Regions from separate parts of the Sus scrofa genome. Here regions 1, 2, 3 and 4 are each linked to region 5. The links are chromatin contacts, called in public Hi-C and promoter capture Hi-C maps. All regions are on one chromosome and are shown on one strand. The core of a region is the stretch at or near the end of the contact, and the rest is flanking DNA. Distances in the headings are between cores, read along the strand shown. Region 1 holds the start of CCDC71 (coiled-coil domain-containing protein 71). Region 2 holds the start of SLC38A3 (sodium-coupled neutral amino acid transporter 3). Region 3 holds the start of USP4 (ubiquitin specific peptidase 4). Region 4 holds the start of QARS (glutamine--tRNA ligase). Region 5 holds the start of APEH (acylaminoacyl-peptide hydrolase).

Region 1 (2,700 bases), core at 7-2,506, 430 kb before region 5:
GGCACTAGAGCCATGGAGACTAATCTTAAGGAAAGAGCCAGGCTCTCTTTCAATAAAAACTAAAAAGATGATGAGTAGCAGGTACTAATAACACAGCTCTAGAAAGTTAGGCAGCCAGGAGCCAAGCAGCCAGACCAAGAGTCCAAAATCTGACAATGGGAGCCAATGACTCCAAGTAAAATGGTTAAGATAGTAGACACTAGAGATTTGAGGTATCCTAACTAGGGCTTGGGCTGCAGACCTAGTTCAGCTCATTTGGAGCTGTCTGAGAAGACCCAAGTTGTCCAGGCTTCTCTGAAGCTGTGAGCTCTCAATCATGACTAGCCCAACCCAGCACCACACAGTTCCACCAGAGCATTAAAAGATCAACTGAGATGAGGCAAGTCCCTAGGGCCAGGAGGTGCGTCTGTGCAGTGTCTTCCTCCGCCCTAGTGGAGCAGAGGAATTATTCCGAATTCCCTGGAGGAAGTGCCCTGGGGCTCTTTGTTTGGAAACATTCTTTGATCCTCAGGTGTCTAGGCACCTCCCCTCTCTAGAGGCCATTCTCCAAGTACAATCCTCGCATGTGACTTTAGTTCTTTTATTTTATTTTTTTCCAGGGATTGTAGTTTCCAAAGCTGAGAACTGTACAGTAAGGAGGGGCCCACTACCTCCAAGAACACATATTGGGGGTGAACTGGGGGGCTCTTCCGCCCAGGTCGGTCTGGGCCCTTGGGAGCGGTCCTCTGGGAGTTCCAAGACACTGCAGCCTGACCCCTGACCTCCCTTCACACCTGCCCCCGAGACCGGCAGGGGAAGCTGGTGAACGACGTGGGACGGGATAGGCCCCATCCAAGTGGAACCAGGGAGGGGGCAGACCAGGACCCTCAGGCTGGGAGTCCGCGTCCCTGGGGTCCGAGCCGAGGGTAGGAGCGGGGGTCTTGGAGGCAGCGAAATGTACGGGGCGGGCGGTGGGAGCCCGACCGGGTCGCACAGCCCCAGGGTGGGGTCGTTGGGCACGGGGTGGGGGTTGGGGATCTCGGCCGGGCCGGCAGAGGGCGCAGGTCCCGAAGGAGCCAGCCGCCCGGCCCATCCGCCCTGCCGCCTCGCGGACGGCCCCTCCGCGGCGTGGCTAGGCCCACGGCCCCAACCTACCGGCGCCGCCGCAAGGACCCAAGACGCACCTCTGCGCCGCCTCCGCTGCTCCAACATGGCCGCCCGCTGCGCACCGGAAGTACGCCGCGCTTCCGCTTCCGGGACCTGGCCCGCCCCAGTGACCCTTGACCCCTCGAGACCCCGTTTCCCCCAAAGTCTGGGGGCGGAACAAGTAAGAACCGAGGAAGACTTCCTGGAGGAGGTGGCAACGAAAACTACCCTAAACTCTTGGGGGCCTGTGCAGGAGTTTGAGGGGCAGAGGTGCTTTCTGACGCTGCCCGAGGCAGGACTGCACCAGAGCCCAGACTAGCTTGGATTAGGGGCCTAACACCCTCTCTGAGGGGCCTGATGGTTCAGTGACATCTTACCAGGGAGGGTATCCTGGTAAGGTCCAAGCCATCCTTCACCCTCTAGTATCCCCATGAGCTACTGACAAGGTCTGTCTCTGTCCCATTTGCCTGACCAGAGGGTGAAAGGAGTGCACTCTGCCTGGGAGTGTTGCACAGGAGCCCCTTTATTTTGTAGCAGGGGTACAGCTTCTGAGGGCAGTAGGCCTTCTCTTCCTGAGAATGGGGGCCACCACATGTGGTATGAAAGGCTGGTGTGCACACATGTTGCATATAAGCCCAAAGTTATAGGCGTGTCCAATCTGAGAGTCCTAATATAACAGTGTGGGCCCGAGTATGTTTGCTTAGGAACATGCAGACAGTTGTGGTGGGAGGATCCTGGTCCAGCTTCAGCTCCCTCAATGGCAGGAAGCCTTCCCTCAAGTCTTAACTGTGCCCAAATTTCTGTTCTTTGGTCTGAGAGACTGGGGCCTATCTTTCCATCTATAACCTGGGGGCCAGCAGATGGGTTCACCACCCAAACAGCACCAGATGAGAGGATATAGGGGAAAATTAACACTAGGAGTCTGAGGGGGGCCAGAATGGTCTCTAGTGCTCTAACCTAAGTCACCTCTTGGTTAGGGGCCCCCCATACCAGGATGAGAACCAGCCTGGAAGCCCTTGTTTCATGGATGAGATGGTGGGGAAATTAGCACCTTGTTCAGTTCCTGAGCTACGAAGCAAAAATGCTGTCACAACTTTTGGTCCTAACATGTAGAGTGGTACAAATTTGGTAGCTGGGGCCAGGTGGAAGCTGGAGGGTGGATGAATGCTTCATCTGGGGGCTAGTTAATAGCTCTCCTCCCTTCCCATAAAACCCCAGGATTCTCTGGCTGCTTACAGAGGGGTCTGGGCACCTCTAAAGAGAAACACACACCATACCCTAGACCTCACCTTGTGCCCCTGAGCTTCCCAGGGCCTCAGCACTGATGGTGGGGTCTTCAGTGCCTTCACGCACAGTCAAGATGTCCAGAAAGAAATGCAAATTCAGAGTTCCTGCTGTGGTGCTATGGGTTAAGATCCATTGTTGTCTCTGTGGTGGTGCAGTTTCGATCCCCGGCCCAGTGCAGTGAGTTAAGGATCTGGGATTGCTGCAGCTGTGGCATAGGTCACAGTTGTAACTCAGATTTGATCCCTGGCCTACTTCCATATATATTGCAGATGTGGTCAAAGACAAAGA
Region 2 (2,700 bases), core at 49-2,548, 480 kb after region 5:
GTTTCTTCCACCCACAGTGCCCTCTCTTCCCCACCCTGGCATGTGCCTTTCCTCCCCTTGGCAGAGCCAATGCCACAGATTGCTTCTCCATCAGGTTTTTCCTGAGCTGCTTTTAGAGCTAACCTGGCAAGAGCTTTCCTGTCTAGAGGAAAAGACAGGCGCACCCAGAGACACTGAGGCTGTGGCCATGCAGTGGGGTGATGAAAGCAGCTGCAGTAAGTACAGGGAGAGCTGGTTCTTCCTGGGGGCTCAGGCAGGATTCTCAGAGGTGACCTTTCATTTGGGCTTTGAGGAACAAGTGAGAGTTCGCCAAGGAGGTGGGACAGGAACGTGTGCGGCCAACCAGGCAGTGGGGGATGAAGAGGCCAACTGGGAAGAGGAGCAGGTTGGGAGGATGTCAGGGAAGCCAGCTGGGTGCGAGACAGGTGCTTGCAGTGTGTCCAGGGAGCTGGTGGATAAAGATGCTAGGCTCTGGGGAGGACTGGGTTGGAGGTGAAGATGGAGCTCCACTGTAAAAGAGGGTCTGGGAGTTCCCATTGTGGCGCAGGAGAAACAAATCCAACTAGTAACCATGAGGTTGCAGGTTCAGTCCCTGGCCTCGATCAGTGGGTTAAGCTGTGGTGCAGGTCGTAGATGTGGCTCAGATCTGGCATTGCTGTGGCTGTGGCGTAGGCCTGCAGCTGTAGCTCTGATTAGACCCCTAGCCTGGGGAACCTCCATATGCTGCAAGCGTGGCCCTAAAAAGCAAAACAAAAGAGAGAGAGAGAGAGAGGGTCTGGGGTTTCTGTGTAGATGGTGTGCCAGGGGAGGTGCTGGCATGGTGAGAGGAGCCTACCTAGCTGGAGGTTGAGAAGATGTGACTAAAGAGGGAGGAACAGAGCAAAGGGCTGCCGGGACCCTGGAAGGAGGGTCTGGGAGATCCTGGGACCCTAAGTTCTGCCTTGTGTGTTTAGCAGTTTCTGGAGATGAGGGAGCAGAGGCAGGGGGCCCGGCTGAAGGCTGAGATAAAACTTCCTCCACCTTCCACTCCACGTGGCTGCCCCCAGTGCTGCAGCTATGTGGATGGATATTCCCTCTGGCCTCTGGCAGAAGGCGCCTGGTACCTCTCAGAGCCCCGTAACGGCTGCCAGATGTCCAGCCACCTCGGGCTGGGTTGGGAGATTCGGCAGGTGGCGGGAAAGGCCTCCGAGCTGTGTTTGCCCTGGCTGGGGCCCAGGCCTAGCATCAACAAACAGGCAGCCCCTCCCCCAGCCTGGCCACAACTGGCCCGCCCAGGGACCCCACATCACGCTGCCTTGGTGCCTCCCACAGCAGCCCAGCCCAGCCAGTCCCTGCTTCTTCCAGTTTGGATTGAGGACCCCAACACCCACATGATGAGTGACCTTGAAGCCAGGCCTGGCTCCTCAGGAACTGCCAGTGGGAACACCCAACCCTTGGCAAATGGCTTCTGTTAGCATCCAGGGTATCTGGAGATGGGAGGTGGGGGCAGATTGAAATGCTGCTCAGCGCCTCTCCTATGTGACTCTGTCCCACCGGCAGTCCTCAAGGCCCTTTGGAAGGTAAGAGTCTTGGGGTCTCTTATAACCAAGGTAAGCTGTGATCTGGGGATTACACCAGCTCCAGATCAAGAGGGAGAGCCAGTCCCTTCCTGTTTCTCAGCCATCAACAGGGAAGGAGCTTGGGTAGTTTAGGTTTTCAAGGATGCCACCATCCTAATGCCTTTCTCTTTAGTCCTCCCAGGCCCCTGGCACTCTTAGCCAAAGCTGAGTCCCCTGCCCTTTGCTCACAGCTTCCCCTTCACCCACTCCCTGAAGCCAGGGGAAAGGACAGAGCCATTTCGTGTAACACAGAGAGAAACTGAGGTGTGCTAGGGCTTGGCTGTGGTGGTGCCATGAGTCAGGAGGAAGAGAATTCTGGAGTCCTGACTCCGAGGGCAGGGGAGGGTTGTGGTTCTTTCCCAACACCGGGGAGGGGGGCATACATGAGACAGAGACTAGCTTGGCTAGGAACAGCAGAGGCCATGGATTAATCGGATCAGAGCCAGTGGCTGAGAAGCAAGTGACACAGCTGTTCTACGAACACCCCCGCCCCAATTCACCCCCAAGGTCAAGGCCTCCCCCAGCATCCCTGAAGGGGGGGCCTTAACACCCACCACCCACCTCTGAGCACCAAGGCCTTAGGGGAGAAGCAGGCAAGGGTGGGATAGGAGCTTCCTGCCAAGAACCTGGCCACCCTAGAAACCCCTTCCCCAAGGCACCAAGTCCCAGGCCTCACTGCCCATGGGCAGACACAGCTGTCTCCTATTCCTTAGAAATAAGGAAAGGGGGCATGGCCAGGGGGATCCAGGCAAGGCTGAGCACCAGCCGAGCCCGGCTCCACCCCTGTCCTCACTGCCCCAACACTTGTCTACCCGCAATCTCTTCTGAATATTTGGGAGTAAAGATAGAATTGATATAGGGAATGTCTGTCCTCACCCTATCCCACCTCTGCTTGGGAAGGGCGAGGCAGGCAGAAAAGAAGTCCCTTGTCCTGAGTGATGTCTGAAAATCCCCCACGGAAGGCACCCTTCACTGAGGCCCTGCTCCCACTCCTCTTGGTGAAGAGCCTCTTCTGGCTTCAGGGAAGTGAGGGCAGAGTCTTTCGGGGGTAAAGGGGGCAACTCAGAGACCTCGGAGAGAATTTGCTTTGGACTAAAGCATT
Region 3 (2,793 bases), core at 166-2,665, 300 kb before region 5:
TGTTGGGGAACAAAGTACAACAATTATATTGGGAAGTCCTTCAAATTTTATAACCAACAAACCTCAGAGGAGATCAGGTAGCTTCTCCTAAAGGCCACAAGGATCCATAAATATATTCAAATATCTAAACGCTCTTTTCTCTCCAAACCTCTTGAACATCCTCCAAACACTTTTACTGATTTTAGTCTATCTGAAACTTCCTCTGCTTCTGTTGAGTATTCTTCATATGCCACTTCTGATCAGGATATATCATCCACAAGTACTTTTTGCCCGCCCTGCCTTTCACAGATTGGCTAGCACAAGACACACCTGAATTCCTCCTAATCCCACTGTTTCTCTTCCCTGCTCAAGTCCTCTGTCACACTAAGTTTCTTGGAAGACAACCATAGTTTCTTAAAGAGGGATGCTCAGTCACATTCAGTGCAAAGCCAAGCCCCAGCTTTCAGCTCCCACACAATACAATAGTGTAAGTACTATTCCTTCTCCTAGAAAATTTATTAAGAAACTTCTGACTGAGACCTGCTCTTCTAAATCTTGGACTTTTAATCTTTTTAGCTAGGCTCTAGGTTACCCCTCTCTCTCACTCCGAAATGCGGCTGCTACAATTATCTTTGACATTTGCTACCAAAATAATGAGACTCTCAGACATTTGTTCAGCTTCCGACCTTGATGTCTGTTCCGCAGTTTACAAGTTACAAAGTATCTACTTCTGATCTACGCCTCAACCAACTGACTGCGGGGGGCGCCAAATGTCGCTACTCTGGTTTTAACAGTAAGGAACCAGGGTCTGTGAGATGTGGACGCCTTTGCCCAAAGTCACAGAGCGAATCCTCAAATCTAAAGGGTCTGCTCAACCTGAGGGTCCCTGTGAGCATTCCCCTTCTTTCCATTCTGCAGCCCTAGACCCCGCCGGATCCGCCCCCTGAGCTCTGAAAGGGCCGGGACAACCTTCTGCTCCACCCACGCTTTCCCAGAGAGGATCTAGGGCTCCCTCTCTTCTGTGGCGGGGGGTCAAGTCAAACTCCGGGGTCACTAACATCGCCCCTGCCCGGCCGGAAAAGAGGGTCCCGGCCCAAACAGGAAAAGAGGGGATGGGCCTGAGCGCCCAAGCCCCGCCCTCTGGCCCTGCGCGGCGGAAACGCGGGTTCGGCGCTCACCACTGCGCCCCTCGTTGCAGCGTGGTCCTCATTAAGGCCCCGAGCTCGGATTTCTGGGTCTCTGCATCCGGTCGTTCACGGCAGCCTCCGCCTTCCGCCATCTCGTCAGCGGCCCCGGTCCAGCCGGCCCGGACATCCGCCTCGCGCACAGCGTGCCGTGGGTCGCGAACACGCACTCACGCACGCACGCACGCACGTGCGCGCACCCAAGGACCTTCTCGCGCCGCGGCTTGTACGCTTGCCCTCTTCTGCCTTTCCCCCACCCTTCCAACGCGCCAACCCTGTCCCACCCGTGCGCGGCGGAGTGGGCGGGGGTTGGGGGAGCGGCCGGAAGAGGAAGTGGGCGCGGGGCGGGGGTGGGTAGGAGCTGCCGCTTCTTCCGCCCTGAAGGCCAAGCCACGGGGCGGCGGTCCTGCACCACTTCTCCTTTCAGCTCGGCGATCTTTAGGAGTCGGTCCGCAGACCCCATGACACCCTGGGCACCTCTTCTGGATTTGCAGGGTTATCCTGGTCTTAATAAAGGCAGCTCGGGTGCAAGGAGGCCTAGAACTAGGTCTTCTTTTCACTCCAGCCTTTCGGCTTTCAGCAGAGACCTTACGTTAGTCCTTAGCTGCCCAAACTTGGAATGGATCTCCATTCCCAGAGGCACTACAGGGATTTTAGAGGGTGTTAGGTGCACCAGCGCCTTGGGACCGAGTCTCGACGGTGTGGCCTAGTCGTTAGCAAGCTGGACGCCAGTATAACCTAGCCCAGGCAGTTACACAGGCCCCTGAGGTAGCTACTTGCTTTGTCGGGGAGTCAAGCAGCCGCAGAGGGGCAATAGCAATGGGGGAAGGAGAGGTAAAAGTCTGTTCTCCACATCAGATGCCGGGTTGCTGCTCTGTTTGTTGTTGCAACAAGATAGTGTTTGAACACCATATGTTTCCCACTCAACCCTGCAAACAAAAATCACAGCCCTCTTCCTGGAGGAGGAAGTAAACCCAGAGCAAGGTGGAGGCCAGACAGCTAGCCTATGTGAATCTAGCAGAGAAAATAAGATATACAAGGCCCAGTACCTGCCCTTATTTGATCTATAGGAGGAGAATAACTCTTCCACAAATGACCCCAGAGCCAAGCAGTGTGGGGTAAATGCCACTAACAGGTAGAACCAAAGATTAGACCCTGAACTGTGAAAGGGCGCCTTTGACTTGAGTAGCATTTGAGCGTGATCTTGAAAGCATAGAAATGATAGTGCATGTTAAAGGAGGAATAACTAGAAGGGTCAAAGAAAATTTCTGGAACTAGCAGGGTGGACGGAATCAAAGAATGAGGATTAGTCCAATTGAGCTGGGCACAGATTACTGAAAGGGCTTGGGATCTGAAGCTCAAAGGGAGGCCAGAGGGGCCACATGTCTTGCCTTAAACAGCCCACAGATATTGTGGGAAGTTTCAGAGCATAGAGAAATGGTTGAGGGTGCTTTATACCCACAGTGCTACTAGGAACCTTGGGAAAGATGGCTGTGAGGGAGGAGAGGAGAAACAGATGAACTGTGTTCATTTTTAGGGGTAGAAGAGATAGAGGTGGCCTGGTGAAGGTGTGGTAAGTCATTTGAACAGATTTACTATTTTTATGTTCGGCTTTTGGCTAATTGAAGTT
Region 4 (2,700 bases), core at 14-2,513, 480 kb before region 5:
CTCCCTTCCACCTCCCTCTCACTCATGCCCAGAAGAGAAGGCATGACCAGTGATAACAACATAGTCTGTAGTCCCCTGCCCCAGGTCCTGCTCACCCATCAGCAGCCCCATGTTGAAGTGGTAACGCTCTACAAGGAGCTTGGATCGGTGATGATTTATGGCAGCCTCCACCTACAGAAAGCCAAACCATGAGCTTCAGACATGCTCTAGGGACTGATCCCCTCACCCTGGGACTTTCTGGTTGGTAAAGCAGGGCCACTCCTTTCCAGTATTAAGTACTGAAAGCCACTCCTTAGAATTAAGGAGGCAGCTGACACCTAAGAAAAGACTCACAGCCTCCTCAATCTGCTCTGGAGTCACAATGACGCCCACACCACATTCCTGCTCAAAGTCCATGGTGTTGATTGGGTCCAGGGGATGACTTCGCACATACTCAAGGGCAGCTGAAAAAGGAAAGCCAAGGAGTTTGTGGCATCTCAGCTCCAAGAAGTAGGAAGACAGGGCCCTAATCCTATCCATGAAACCCCAATTAGTTTGACTTCCTGGAAAAGTAAGTCTTGCACTTCACTAGAGAAGCCCTAAGGCCACAGGAAAGAAGCATGTGTTGTGAGGGAAACTCCCTCAGACCTACACAGTTCTCCAGTGGGTCTCACCCAGAGGTGGCCCTCTCCGTCAGTGCCAGGGCCTAAGTTTAGAGAAGAATGCAGAACTAGTAATCTAGAGTGACACTGTGGGTCTTGTCAGAATGGTTAGATAGGGATCTTGGCTGAGAGGAGGAGCTGGAGGTGGAAGCAAGACAGGCAAGGGTCTCACCGCTCAGCTGAGTCTCAGTATGGATCTTCCTACTAGCTATGTAGCTCACGAGGAAAGACAGTCGACGAGGATCCCGCAGTCGCGAGGCCAAGCCATAGAGCAGGGTCCCGGTAGCTTTGTCGATGGTGGAGCCCAGAGTCTGCTGTGCCTAGGGTCAGAGGGGTCAGGAGATAAGCCTCACTTCCAGTAAGAAAAGCAAGAGTGAGACAAGATGGGTGGGTCGGGGTCTGGACCCGGCCCGGAGTTGCCTTGGGGCACAGTCGGCAGCCGGGGCCAAGGACGTAGGTTTGCACCTGGGTCGCCGCCTCGCGCAGCTGCGCGCTCAGAGCCGTGTTCTTGAGCGTCTCTCGCGCTTTGTGCTCGCTCAGGCCGAGGCCGGTGAAGAGCGACAAGGAGTCTAGAGCCGCCATTGCTGGGACGCCGGAAGCCAAAAAGAAACTTTGGGGCCAATCTGCCCCGGAGTTAGCTCACTGACCAATAGGAGTGAGATGCCGTCAGCGAAAGCCAATGGTATCCTTCCTTGGAGGGAAGGGGCGGGGATCTCCAGGATCGTCAGTGACATTTAAAGGGCAGAGGGCGGCCTCTCCCGCCGCTTTACTTCCGTCTTCGTGCTTCAGGTCTCTAAAAGGGATAGTGAGCGGCGGTACTTTAGAGGTGATTTGTTCCAAACCTGGAGCGAAGGTGTTCAGCACCAGGGCAGGAGGCAGACATAATCATGGTAATTTTACTCTTCATCTTTTCTCCTTCAGCCCCGGAAAACTTGGGACCATCCCAGTTTTGTTTTTGGAAACAAATGTCAATGTAGGTCGTGTTTCTGACGTCACACTTTGGAGTTGTCACGGAAACAGCTGAACAAAATGAAGCCCGGGAAATCCGGTCAAGACTCCAGAACAGACGTCTGAAATGGCACATGGATGCGCCCCAAAAGTCTTGGCACTTTTCCAGCTCCACCTGCACGCGCGCACGCACACACACACACACACACCCACACACACACACCCCTAACCAGGAAAGGGAAGGTTTGGGGCCAGGAAGGACCTTGCATGACTTCTGTGATGATTTGGCTTAAAATCTCCTGCCATACTTACTTTTTTTTTTTTTTTGGTCTGTTTTAGGATCGCACCCGCGGCATACGGAGGTTCCCAGGCTAGGGGTCAAATCGGAGCTGTATCTGCGTGTACGCCAAAGCCACTGCAACGTGGGATCCGAGCCACATCTGCAATCTACACCACAGCTCACAGCAAGGCCAGATCCTTAACCCGCTGAGCTGGGTCAGGGCTTGAGCCCATGTCCTCATGAATGCTAGTCGGGTTCGTTAACCACTGAGCCACTATGGGAACCCCCATACTTACTCTTCTTACCGAAGCATGCAAATATAGGAAAACCACAAGCAGATTAGACCTTAAAATCCATATGCAAGTACTTGACAGGATATTTTATTCAATAGTGTGGGACAGAGAAGGTAGAATAGTTATGATGATATGCTTGGGGATCTCCCTAGTCTCTCTTTGGCCCTTAAGGGCCTGCTGGGTGGGAATCATCAGGCTAAAACTGAATGTACAACCTGTGTTTTTGTTTTTATTTTTTTTTTTTAGGGCTGCACCCATGCCATATGTAATTTCCCAGGCTAGGGGTGGAATCAGAGCTGTAGATGCTGGCCTACGCCACGGCCACAGCCACAACGATCCCAGCCACCTGGGATCGTAGGTGCATCTGCAACCCACACCACAGCCCATGGTAACGCTGGATCCTTAACCAACTGAGCTGGGCCGGGGGTCAAACCCACATCCTCATGGATAAGTCAGGCTCATTACCAATGAGCCACAATGAGAAGTCCCCAATCTATTTTCTTATAGAACTGGAGCTGTTGATGGTGGGATGGTAAGT
Region 5 (2,700 bases), core at 10-2,509:
AGAAAGTGGAAACTGTTTTTACTTAACTAGCCCGACGTGGTTGATGGGGAAGGGGAAGCTGCAGGCCAATCTCAGTCAAAAGCAAAGCAGGGCGCAGGGAGCCAGGCCCCTGAGGTGTGGAAGACCATCCAGGTGCAAGGTATATGGAAGAGGGGACATCGCTGCTGGCCTGACAGCTGGCCAGCCTCTCCTGCCCTCTTGAGCCATCATAAGCCCAGCCCAGTACTGCTGTCCTGAGGGAACCTGCCTGTCCAGGTTTTTCTTTCCACAGGAAGTGCTCTGGTTCTGGGTGGAGCCTGACCCCACCAGGCCCTTTGCACTCAAGAGCTTGGCCTGAGGCCTGGGAAGGCAGACAGAGGCCCACCAGTTCATGATCCCCAGCAAAGTGCCACTGAGCGGGTGGGTGAGGGCTGCAGGAGCAGATAGCTTAAGAGGTAGGCGCGGTGGCTGATAAAACCAGGCAACACCCTGCGAATTTGGCACCCGCCTTTCGTTGCCCAACACCCTAGAACTCTGCGAGCTATGTCAGGAGCGCACCTCTGTCCTTTCTCATTGGCCTGGGAGCCCCTCCAGAGCAGGGCCTGGCACCTCCTGGTGAATGTCTGCCTTCTAATGGACCAGGAGGACCCAACAGTCAGTTCCTGGCTGCGGGAGATCCCTGCTGGAGATAGCTTCGATCTGGCTTCAGCTCAGGCCCCATTCCTCACCTCTCCTTTTCTGGACTTCACCCGGGCTAGGCTCAGCCCCGCCCGGCCGCACCGCCTCTCTGCAGAGCCTTCGGTCCTCCGCCGCCCTCTCAGTCCCCGCCCCCCGAATGCTTAGGGCTCACCCCCGTCAGGCCTCACCCCCCACCTCCCTTGGGCCCTGTCTTTCCTCACAGACCTCGCCCCTCCCCAAAGATATGCGCCTTTATTCCGTTTCCACAGCACCATCCCCTCTCCTCACCAAGTAACTGGCCGGGGCTTGGCCCACACAGCCCGCCTCTCACCAGCCTGGCCTGCCGGGAAAGGACCGCTCCTTTCCCCAAGGTTCCCGCCCCTCCCATCCAGGACTCCTGCAGCCGCGGTTCCCACTTCTGCCCCACAGGCCCCACCTCCTTACCATCTAGGCCCCGCCCCTCGGGTAACGGTTCCGGCCCATTCGTAGAAGGTTCCGCCCCTCTCAAGGCAAGGTCCGGGTGGCAGGGCTGGGCCGCTGCGGGCTCCGCCCCCTGAGCTCACTTCCGGGCGCCAGCACTGACTGCCTAGCCCCGGCGCCCCAGAGCAACCATGGAGCGGCAGGTGAGGGATCGGCCCGCGGTTCCTGTGGTCTTTGCAACCCGGGCTGTGCCTGACCCTGCTGTGTCCCCTGCGCAGGTGCTGCTGAGCGAGCCCGAAGAGGCGGCGGCGCTGTACCGGGGCCTTAGCCGCCAGCCCGCGCTGAGCGCCGCCTGCCTGGGCCCAGAGGTCACCACGCAGTACGGGGGTCGCTACCGGACTGTGCACACTGGTGTGTGTATGGCGGGGAATCGGTGGCGGGCCTATTCCGGGGCCGTGCACTCGGGTGGAGAGGAGGGGGATGTGCAGGGCTCGCTGCCTGACAGTGCTCACGAGTTTGTGGAAGACCGGGCTTGGAGGGTGTGGGTGTGGAAGGGTGCATCCCCCAGCCGTGCACACAGGTGTATAGGGGGTGTTCTGGAATGTTGCCCATGAGTGCAGAGTGTGGGTCTTGTAGGGGTCACCCACCCCCATCATCCCATACTGTACCCCCCCTCAAGGTCCTAGGGCGGATGCCAGGAGCGGTAGTGGTTTCTCTCCAAGATGTCAGCTCAGGCTCCGGTGACCTAAACTTGAGTTGTAGCCAAGTGTTGCCCATCCTGCCCCCAGAATATCTGGAGTCAGATTGGGGAGGTGGGCTGGACCTTCCTCTGGGCGGGGTAGGGGAGCCTGTGCTGGGACTGGCCAAATTGAGCAGTCTCATGCCTCTCCTCGCAGAGTGGACCCAGAGGGACCTGGAACGCATGGAGAACATCCGATTCTGCCGCCAGTACCTGGTGTTCCATGATGGGGACTCAGTGGTGTTTGCAGGGCCTGCAGGCAACAGTGTGGAGACCCGGGGGGAGTAAGTTTGAGGAAGGAAGCTTGTGGGCAAGGCCACAGCCATCTGCAAGCCTTTTATGAATACCCACCGTGTGCCTTGGTGTGGGGAGGGCCCAGAAAGGAAGCCAGGAGCTTGTTTTTTGCCACTAGGAGCTCTAGAGACATGGTCATAAGCACTGGAGACTTGCTTCTGACGGGCCAGGACCGGAGCCCCTGCTCCAGGGAGGGGAGGCAAGGCATCTGCCATGGTAGGACTAGAAGGGCTGCAGGGACGCATGTGGGCCACAGCCTCAAGAATCTTGTCTAAGAGGTTACAGCCAGTAAGGGGATAGGATGGGCTATCACTGGGTGGGAGGTAGTCCTGATGCGTTATCCTGTGTCCTCCTCAGGCTGCTGAGCAGAGAGTCTCCTTCAGGCACCATGAAAGCCGTGCTGCGCAAGGCTGGAGGCACGGGCACTGCGGAGGAGAAGCAGTTTTTGGAGGTAAGTCTGTGTGGGACCGGGTGGTAGGCAGCTGGGGGCTCAGATCCACAGATAAAGCTCTGCTGGAGGACAGACAACCTGACTCCCAGCTGTCCTCAGGTCTGGGAGAAGAACCGGAAGCTCAAGAGCTTCAACCTGT

What was found. Promoter capture Hi-C pulls out the DNA fragments that hold promoters and counts their contacts. A called contact is a pair of places that touch in the nucleus more often than the background predicts.
Region 1: a contact with region 5 is called in a promoter capture Hi-C map of fetal liver, with 2.6 times the contacts expected there. The contact joins the promoter of CCDC71 here to the promoter of APEH in region 5. A contact is called at or near these places in 1 of 5 promoter capture datasets (fetal liver) and 1 of 2 datasets of contacts at active chromatin or transcription factors (skeletal muscle).
Region 2: a Hi-C map of liver shows a contact between it and region 5, with 4 times the contacts expected there. The contact joins the promoter of SLC38A3 here to the promoter of APEH in region 5. A contact is called at or near these places in 1 of 5 promoter capture datasets (fetal skeletal muscle) and 1 of 47 Hi-C or Micro-C datasets (liver).
Region 3: a Hi-C map of embryonic fibroblasts shows a contact between it and region 5, with 2.5 times the contacts expected there. The contact joins the promoter of USP4 here to the promoter of APEH in region 5. A contact is called at or near these places in 1 of 5 promoter capture datasets (liver), 11 of 47 Hi-C or Micro-C datasets (alveolar macrophages, brain, embryonic fibroblasts and 7 more) and 2 of 2 datasets of contacts at active chromatin or transcription factors (alveolar macrophages and skeletal muscle).
Region 4: a Hi-C map of liver shows a contact between it and region 5, with 6 times the contacts expected there. The contact joins the promoter of QARS here to the promoter of APEH in region 5. A contact is called at or near these places in 1 of 5 promoter capture datasets (liver) and 3 of 47 Hi-C or Micro-C datasets (embryonic fibroblasts, heart right ventricle and liver).

What each region holds. Positions count from the first base shown.
Region 1 is chr13:31,770,004-31,772,703 of Sscrofa11.1, forward strand. It overlaps CCDC71 (coiled-coil domain-containing protein 71), which reads right to left and starts at 1,257. Exons shown (of 2, transcript XM_005669536.3): 1 at 1,164-1,257.
Region 2 is chr13:32,681,833-32,684,532 of Sscrofa11.1, forward strand. SLC38A3 (sodium-coupled neutral amino acid transporter 3) reads left to right here and starts at 1,299. Exons shown (of 16, transcript XM_005669590.3): 1 at 1,299-1,559. The coding sequence starts at 1,473.
Region 3 is chr13:31,902,962-31,905,754 of Sscrofa11.1, forward strand. USP4 (ubiquitin specific peptidase 4) reads right to left here and starts at 1,416. Exons shown (of 22, transcript NM_001243188.1): 1 at 1,158-1,416. The coding sequence starts at 1,258.
Region 4 is chr13:31,721,937-31,724,636 of Sscrofa11.1, forward strand. QARS (glutamine--tRNA ligase) reads right to left here and starts at 1,264. Exons shown (of 24, transcript XM_021070652.1): 1 at 1,107-1,264; 2 at 814-961; 3 at 334-443; 4 at 96-171. The coding sequence starts at 1,223.
Region 5 is chr13:32,204,608-32,207,307 of Sscrofa11.1, forward strand. It overlaps APEH (acylaminoacyl-peptide hydrolase), which reads left to right and starts at 1,260. Exons shown (of 22, transcript NM_213923.1): 1 at 1,260-1,280; 2 at 1,356-1,488; 3 at 1,974-2,100; 4 at 2,468-2,561; 5 at 2,661-2,700. The coding sequence starts at 1,269.